Regions from separate parts of the Ovis aries genome. Here region 1 is linked to region 2. Evidence: chromatin contacts called from public Hi-C data. All regions are on one chromosome and are shown on one strand. The core of a region is the stretch at or near the end of the contact, and the rest is flanking DNA. Distances in the headings are between cores, read along the strand shown.

Evidence for each region. A called contact is a pair of places that touch in the nucleus more often than the background predicts.
Region 1: a Hi-C map of muscle shows a contact between it and region 2, with 6 times the contacts expected there. The contact joins the enhancer-like site here to the promoter of NR4A3 in region 2. A contact is called at or near these places in 2 of 16 Hi-C or Micro-C datasets (muscle and skin fibroblasts).

The regions. Positions count from the first base shown.
Region 1 is chr2:48,592,146-48,596,449 of ARS-UI_Ramb_v3.0, forward strand. No RefSeq gene overlaps it. Among named protein-coding and RNA genes, the nearest start is that of SEC61B, 41 kb to the right of the region's middle. Within about 2 kb of position 2,601, at least 13 of the 54 cell types and tissues checked have an H3K27ac peak or open chromatin away from gene starts, as enhancers often do. A contact at or near this core is called in muscle, where this site is marked.
Region 2 is chr2:48,015,652-48,020,326 of ARS-UI_Ramb_v3.0, forward strand. It overlaps NR4A3 (nuclear receptor subfamily 4 group A member 3), which reads right to left and starts at 2,179. Exons shown (of 10, transcript XM_042243202.2): 1 at 1,625-2,179; 2 at 878-956. LOC105607546 (dolichyl-diphosphooligosaccharide--protein glycosyltransferase subunit 1-like) reads left to right here and starts at 4,183. Exons shown (of 5, transcript XM_060409245.1): 1 at 4,183-4,251.

The sequences.
Region 1 (4,304 bases), core at 1,351-3,850, 580 kb after region 2:
TGAAGTATGAGAGGTGGTGGTGCAGGATATAAGATCAAAGAAGGCATCATACAGCGATTCACCTCACTGGTGTGTACCCAAGAAAACTGAAAACATGCCTCCATATGAAAAAAAACCCTGTACTTTAATGCTCATAGCAGTATTACTCATAACAGTTGTTATGAAAAAATGGAAACAACCCAAATAAAACATAGTATATCTATACAACACAGTGTTATTCAGCATTCAGCAATAAAAAGGAAGGTAATAGTGATACATGCTACAGCATGGAGGAACCTTGCAAATGTGCTAAATGAAAGAAGCCAGGTACAAAAAAGAAAAAACCACCTATGATGTGATTCATTTACATGAAAGGTCCAAAATGGGCAAATCAATAAAGACAGAAAGATTGGTGATCTCCTAGGGCCAGGGGGCATTAGGCAACTGGGGAGCATGGGCCTTCTTTTGGAGATGATGAAAATGTTCTAAAATTGGTTATGGTGATGGTTGCACAACTCCATGAATATACTGAAAACTTTGAATTGTACCTTTTAAATGAGTGAATTGTGTGGCATATAAACTGTATCTTAATGCAGCTATAACAAACAAGCAAACCAAATAGGCCTTCCCAGAGTCAGTGAGAGAATCAGTGGGACAACAGAAAACACCTAATCCAACTGCCCCCCACCCCATCCCCATGATACAGAAAGGGACATTAAGGTCCAGAGAAGGGAGGATTCGCCCCGGGTCTCACAGTCCATCAGCAACAGAGCTGGGACCGCACAGCTCTGCCACCTGCCTCAGGGTCCCTGCTGTGCCTGGAGCTATTCTCCCTGCTTTCCCACTCCCAGAAACACATCCCTCAAGCAAAACTCATAGCCCCAGCTGCCTGACAGTCTACCTGGAGAAACCAGGAAAGAGCAGCAGAATCATACCACTTGTTTCCGAATAAGGGTTGGAAGAAAAGCCTTAAGAGAGGTTTACATCCCCTTTGTGATATTCTCACCAGATGGGCATCCAGCAGCCTTTGAGCATCCCCGGTGACAGGGAAATTGGAACCTCCAAAATACCCTCCTTCCATCTCTGAGCAGCTTTGCGGTAAACAGAATTCCATCTCCCTTTATTCTGTGTGGGGAGACCTAAGGGGCATACTTCAGCCAGACCTCTGTGGGAGGCCGTAAACTGAGCTGCAATTGCGTTTGCAACTCTTTCCCTCACCAGGTCAAGTGTTTCTAAGGGCAGGGCTGGATCTGAGTTTGTATTCCCATGTCCTAAAATATAGCCAGACACAGGGAAGGCAGTCCAGAATGTTTGGTGAAAGAATGAGTGAACCAAAAAGAGAAACCGCAGGGTTTGACACACCCCCATTCATCTTACACAGTCTGCTGCAGTGGTCCTTACACATCCTGCCTCAGACCCTTCCAACACCTCCTCTCTGCCCTCTAGAAACAATTTACATCAATCCAATAAATACTTATTAAAAGGATAAGTATTCTTATCCATATAGCAGAGATTGAGGTCATCCAATTAAAACCTGCGGACCAAATCAGGTCCATCAACTGTTTTGTAAATAAAGTTTTATTGGAACACAGCCCCATTCACTCATTTACATATTATCTATGACAGCTTTTGTGCTTAGAGCCCAAAGTCCAGTAGAAATAACAGAAGAAGTATGACTCCAAAAGCCTCAAATATTCACTACCAGGCCCTTTACAGAAAATGTTTACTGACCCATGTGCTAGATACTGAGGATTCTACAGTGGGTGAAATATACATGGTCCCCTGATGCTTATAGACTTGACTGTTCCACCTCCGGCCCTTGCCTATCATTTCTGCCCTGTCTCCCACTGCCCTCTATCCAAGGTCTCTGAGAATACACCGGTTCCTAGATTCTGGAATTCACAGATCAATAAAAACAATTTTTTTAAAATCACAGAGGACTGACATAGGATTATCAGAGAGGTACATTTTAAAAAGCCAACTACCATCTAATGTCACAATCACTTGATAAGGAAAAAAACATTTCACATTAAAAAGCAGCAAGGCTATCTCTAAAAATAAAGTAGAATTACACAAGCTACATTAGTTTTACAGAATTCATTCTATGGGCTTTATTTTCCCCATTGCTATGAATAACGGCCATTCTTCACTAATCAGCACAGGTCTGCAGGCAGGAGCAGAGGACCTTTGATCTAGTTTGCTTTGTATTACTCATGGCTTGCTCTGTAAAAACTGGCTTGCTTTGTATTACCCATGTTTGCTATGACTCTTCCCTTGCAATTCTGCATCCAGAAAGCTCTTTCTCCTATACTCTTGCTCCTTGTTCAAAGCCCAGCTCATAAGCAGCAGAAAGCATAAGCTTCCCACCAGCAGCAATCTAAAGACCCAACATGCTCAAAGTTGCCCGCAGGCTGTGGCAGCACCAGTGAGTGATACAGCTAGGGCAGCTCTGTCAGCCACAGATCAGGGTGACAGGGGGGCCACCTGGAGTGCAGCCCTTCCTCTGGCACATGCAGGTGAAGCCATTTGACACAGGCACGCTGATGGCTCCCCAGGGAAGGTTCACACCCAAATGCCTGAGAGGTGAACACCAGCTTCCTGACAAGTCTCTCACGAGGACTCTGGGCAGCAGCCAGCTCCCAATCAGCAGGTGGCAGTGGCAGCCGCTGGGAGAGGTCGCCTTGCTGGCCGGCAGCCCCCAGATCCTGGGTACTTCTGCTCACATGAGGCTTCTGGAATCCCCTTGTATGATCCCGAGGTCTGGGGGAAAGTAAATTATGGCTCTACGTTGAAGATAATCCCAGTGCGGCCTGGTGCCAAGCATGCTTTTCTGCCTGACTCTCCTTCAGGGACAAACATTCTCCAGACACCCCAGCTGACCCAGCACCTCCTCCCTCCCTCAGCCCATGCGCCTCTGTGTGTGTGTGTGTGTGAGATCACTCTTGCAAACCCTCCACTGTGGGTGAGATATGAACAGTAAGCATCCCATCTCTTTTCACCACATTTCTCTAACTGTTCCCCACATTAGAGTGAGAGGTCTCCTTGTCCTTCTGAGTGGATTTTGTAGCCAGGCTGTTTGGCTTCTTGGTCCATTTAATCCATTGTGAGATAAAAGGGGGAAAAAAGGTCTAATTTCCAAGGGGAAATTAGAGACCCTGTGGCAAAACTGGAAAGAAGTCTCGGGGTCACTTGGCTCAAACACCTCCCACTACCAAGAGGAAAACTGAGGCCCGAGTGGGGAAGAGAATTGCTCAAGACCCCACAGAGGGAGCTGGAACCAAAAATAAGACCTCCATGATCAGTCCAAACCTTTTCAACTGGACACTAAAATGTCCAGATCCCCATTCCTTATAATTCAGAATGAAGGTCATTTTCCTTCTGGAAAACAAGAGAATAGGTACCAGCTCAGATTAGGACGTGGTAAGAAAAGGGGAGGCTGGCTGAGAAGGGAGTGTGTCCCAGGCAAGACACCTGGCATGTCAGACACCCAGCCTTCATAGTAGCATTTCCACTGAAGGCTGGAGGGACAGGGTCCACAAAATGTGTTCTCTTCAGACCTTCATATTCAGCCCAGATGGGGAAGCTGAGGCCCGAGGAAGGGGCCGGAATCAAGTGAGGGTCACACACAGTCAGGTGGGGGGTGGGATTAGGAGTGGGTCGCAGAGGGTCTGGCCCAGCTCTCTCCTTGGCAGTTGGTCAGACTGTGAGCAATCCCCACCCGGGGCTCCCGCCAGCCCTGAACTTGGGACTCCATCTCAGGTTTCCCTGCAAAGAGTCAGCTGTTCTCTTGTGCTGGCGGATGCCAGGCTGATACTGCATTCCTCTCCCTGGCCCTTGAGCCAGGGACATGCTTCCCCGAAGCCCGATGCTGTGTCCCCCGGCGTGATTTCTGTGTGGTGACCCAAGGAACAGCTGGTCGGGGGCTGGCAGGCCGAGGCTCTGAGTCAGGCCTGGCTAGCTCTGTGGAGATCACCTGCCCACCGGGAGGGCTTGGGTTTTACTACCCTCTGGCCGTGTGTCACAGCAGGACATGCTGAACTCCCCCTGTGACTTGAGGACATGGCTCAGACTGTCCCCAGGGCAAGTGGGGCAAGAGCACCGAAAGCAATGCCGGCAGCATCCCTCTCCCGGGGTGTCGTCTGGGGATGAAGCGGGGAGGCCTGGGCCCGATGCCTGCCCTCGGACAAGGGAGAAACAGTCTCAACCTCAGAACCTCCAGTTGCAGCCCAGGCTCGAGGACTGCCGGGCCTGGCTAGGAAACCCACAGACCAGCTCGGCCAAGAGCAAAGTAGAGAGAGGTGCCTTTCCCTAAAGAGTCCAGAACA
Region 2 (4,675 bases), core at 929-3,428:
TCTGTCAAAGCCCCTTTCTTTCTCGTAGGCAGACGAAAGGAACACCCCCGTGTTCCCCTCCCCGTGGTGGAGTGTGTGAAGGAAACCGTGAAACGCACCATTGTGACCGGGGCTCCTCCACGGAGTTTCCAACCCTGGGGAGCGGGGGCGGAGGTGGGGCGGGGGCAGCAGGAGTGGAGGAGAGGTCGACAGAAAGGGAAAGAGAGAGATTCTCAGAAAGACCGAGGGAGAGGAGGCAAACCGCGGCGGAGAGTTTCTGCGAGCGCAGGGTCCGAGGGAAGGGGGTAGGGTTGGGTGGGTGCGGGGGTGGGAGCGGGTGTGAAGGCTGCTGTGGCCCAAGAGGTATTTGATAGTCACATTATGAGCATCTTAAGATAAGAGAACTCTAATAAACTCAAACTTCATTGACTGTGCTCAGAAACCATGTTGGGCAGCTTTTCCTTTACCCAACTCGGTTCTGTAAAATATCTCTCCTTCGTGGGAAAAGAAGATTCAGGATTGGGTTCGCGATGAAATGACTGAACGGCGCTCTGTACCTCTCTCCCGGCACTCTAGGGCTCTGGGATAATAGCCTGAGATTTCTGATTACCAAACTTCTTGCAGCTCTTCCCTTTAGACAGTCCGTGGGCACAACAGATAAATGACAATCTCCAAGAACGTTCTTTAGAATCAAGGGACAAATGCCTTCTACCTCACGATCGCCCCAAGCTTCCAACAGGTTTGAGAGGTGCCCTTGGAAGTCAGTCTCCGCAAGCTGCACTCGCTTGACCGTTCTCCTCTTACCACCGAGAACTTTCATTTCTATAAAGAGTAAAACACTCCGAGCAACTTCTCCAAAAGCGCGAATTCTGTCAGTTAAAACATGTCTTACCCATACCAAGTCAAGGCCCAGAGGAGGGGGGGACACCGTCTCCACGCATGTTGGGGCACGGGGGTCGGCAATTACACCCGATTACCTACGAAGGGAAAAGTGTACACGGGCAAGTCGGCGACGCCAGGCAGACGTGCCTGGTGGAGCCCCAGGCTTATTTCAATACAATAAGCCGCATTCCTACAATTACGCCCTCTTTCCTGAGATCCTCCGAACCCGGCTGCAAACTCCGGCCAGGTCCCCTTTCCTCCCAAGCTTCGTCCCAGTCAACCATCTCGGAGTCACCATTAGGTAGATTAACTTGGACCCACTGGAGCTCCTATTTCCAATCCTAGTTAAAAGGCAAGAAAATTACTGCCGTTCATCACAGGAGCTGCAACTCCCTGCCGCTGCCGCCGCCGCCGCCGCCGCCGCCTAGAGCATCATTACCATGACAACTAGAGCCGAAATACCCTGAATTACAACGCTGGAGCTGCTACTGCACAAATCCCGGTCCTCGTCTTTGTTAGAGGCTTTTCGCCTCTTCGGGTAAGGAGAGGAATCCCACAAGCTCCGCAGGCCCGCTACCGGGAGGGAAAAGTTTCAGATCAGAACCCACCGGCGACTCCGCGAGCAAAGCCAGAGCGAGAAGGCTGGGGCGGCGGGGGGGGGGGAACCCCAACTCTAAAAGTTGTCAATTTCAGAAGCTGAGCTTCCCAGCGCGCCAACTTTTTTAACAAGTCCCCCTATTAACTGAGCGAATCTCATACGTACTTGAATGCTGTGGCGGTTCCGTCTTTAGTGCGAGTTTCTAGAAAGCTGCCCCGAAATCTGCACTGGGGGGGAGTCAATGTTGCTGTCCCGGAAGGGCTGCGGTGTACAAGTCCAGCGGCTCCCAGAGGCAGTGAGCTGCTGGCAGGGGATGCTGCTATCCCGACTCATGGGAGAGCGCCGCCGAGGGGTTCCGCGGGCGTCCCGTCTCCGGCCGCGACCAGGGGATAGGATGCCGCTTCTGTTCCCACCTCCACGGCCACCGCCGGCGCTGTCAGCGTTGCAAAGTGAGCCCGGGAGGGGAGTCCGACTGCGGCGATGCGCTGCACCCGCGAGGGCGCAGGGCGAGAGGGGTGTGAGCGCACGGGAGAGAGTAGAGTGTGTGTGAGGAGCGTGTGTGCGCTCGTGTGTCTGTGTGTGCGAGTGAGGGAGCGGGTGTGAGCTTGTCTATGTGTGGGGAGCGGAGGAGGAGCAGGAGCTGGAGGGGTGGGGGGCGGGAGGCAGGAGACTCCGCTCTCCCGGCTGCGCGTTCGCTCGCTCTCTCGGCACGTCATTTATGCCACAGGAGCCCTAGCGCCCTCTCCATAGAGTGCCTGGAATGCGAGACGTCAATGTGACGCCATGGGACGCTACGTCACCCTCCTCCTCCCTCCTCTGGCCCAGTCGGTTCCGCGTGTGCGAGGGAGGGTGTGTGTGTGTGTGTGTGTGTGTGTGTGTGTGTGTGTGTGTGCATGTGCGAGCACGCGCGCGCGCGTTCCCCGGCCATTCGCAGGGCAGCACAATGGAAACTGTGCGGCGCAGCCAGTCCTGGCGCGGGGACCTTTCGGACTAGTGCTGCCAACCCCTTTGCAACCGCGCGGCTCGCCCGGTCGCGAGTCGGTAAGAGGGTGCAGCGGCCCGCCCGCAGGTCAGGCGGGACCGCCCAGCTGTCAGGCTCGGGTGGAGTAGAGTTGGAGGAGTGCTACTGGCACGCCTCCGAGGCTGCCCCGGGGCAGGGAGCCAGGGCGAGGGGGTAAGAAAGAGGACAGCTCTTCCGAAAGCGAAGGCTCCGCCAAACAGCTTCTCTGAGTGACCTGGCAGCCAGTGCAGGAGTCAGGCACCAGTCCGAAGACTCCCTGAGGTGCAGTTGCGCTTTCCCCAAGCAACAGCCTAAAGCTGTTTACGTCTCTCGTCTCTCTGGCTCTCGGTGCCTAGGCTTAATCCCTCTCCTCCTCCGGTCATTTGCTGGGTGCGTGTTTTGCACAGAGATACCGCTGGCTCTGGGAAGATAAGGTTTTCTTTCTTTAAACTTAAGGTGTGAATTTCCTAACTGGACCTTATAACCCAATTTAGTGCACATCCACCATCCGCGCGTGCTGTAGCAGCAACTACTTAATGTGTGTAAAACAAACACACACGTGTTGAACAGCTGAGCGGGTCTGACTGCTGCAAACCACCCTCTCCCGTCAGAAATGGAGCTCTCACTTTTTGCACTTTCACTTTTTGATGGTTGTAGATGGGGCTCCCCTCCACCTCCCAAATTAAACATTTCGAAATCAATCAACAGGATTTATTAGTCAGTCCTTCGTTAGGGGATTTGTTCTGGTCTCCCGAGACGCGTTTGTTATGAAATGGTGAGCTGAAAGCCTGGGAGATTCTGTTACGGAGAGCAGTTTCTTCCTGGAAGTGATGAATACAAGTGTGAATTTCTTGCTGAAAACAATAACAACATTTTATCAGAGTTAAAGTCCCCTAGCTCCATAAGTTGCAGCTGGATGAAAGCAACCACTTTAAGAAATGAATTTTTGAGGAGGAGAAAATATTTGAGTGAAACTATGCAGACAGACATGGTCCCCATGTGGTCCGCTTGAATCAGACGTGACATTTATGTTTCTGACCTGTCACAATCTTTGCGTTTGTGTTGAGGGTAGGGTGGGGCGGAGCACACAATTCAGAATCGAAGGTTCGAGCTAGCACAAGAAACTTGAAAACAAAACTAAAGTTTTATATATGATCTGGGTATATTTCTTCGCCTCCACTTCCACTTCAGACAGGGTGGTGTGGAGAAGACCTGGAAGGGTGCTACGAAAGTTGACCTAGAGGACAGGAACAGAGTCTCTGCACTGCCACAGGTTCCAATCCAGTCTCGGAAGGAAGGAGGGCGCTGCTACACTGCATCCATTCAAAGACTGGCGGGTGGTGGGGGGAGCAGGACCTGGAGCCGCGCAGCACTGACGCACGCAAGGCGCGTGATTGACGCAGGCGATGTTACTAAATTCGGCGGTTGGCCCGGCCCCGCCGCCGGCGCGCGCCGCAGATAGCGGAGTAGGTTCCCCTCGGTCACCCCCGCCCCTTCTCCATTCAGCGCAGCGCCTGGGCGAGGAGGGGCGGGGCGGGGCGGGGCGGGGCCGGGTGCGCGCGGGGGCGGGGCGGGGCGGGGTGCGCGCGGCCGCGCCGGGATCCGGCCGCACCAAATATAGTGGGGCCTGGCTATTTTTAGCCGGGCCTCGGGCGCGAGCGCGCCGCGTGAGGGGGCGCCCTGACCCCGCGGGGAGTGCGGAGGGGGCGGGGGTGGAGTCGCCATCTTGGACTCGGCTCGACCCCGTCTGGTGACCGGCGACGCTGGGCCAGGCTCGGCGCAGGGGGTCGGGGTGAGTGGGTGTGAGCTGTGGGAGAGAGTGGGGCGCGCGGGCTGTGACGGGAGCGGAGGGCGAGTCAGGGCGCGGAGACCGCCATGAGGGGTGACTCGAGGGAGGGCCCGGGGCGCGCGGCCCGCGGGGCGTGCTCTGTTGTCGGCGGGTGATCCCCGTCCGTCAAGGGCCCGGCCTTCCCGCCACCCGGCGTCCTCGCCAGCCCAGAGTCGCGTGGGGGCGGAGCCGCCCGCGGCCACCACTTCCTGAGAGCCGGGGATACCCCTCCCGGACGTCACGGAGGAGCCGAGGCGGCGGTGGCGGCCCGGGGCTCATCCTGCACTTGCATCACGGGTGCAGCAGCAGCTGCTCGGCTCCTTTGTGGCTTTTTCCCCTGTTGAGTAACTGCTTTGTTAACTGAAAATACCATGACGGGCCAGTGTGA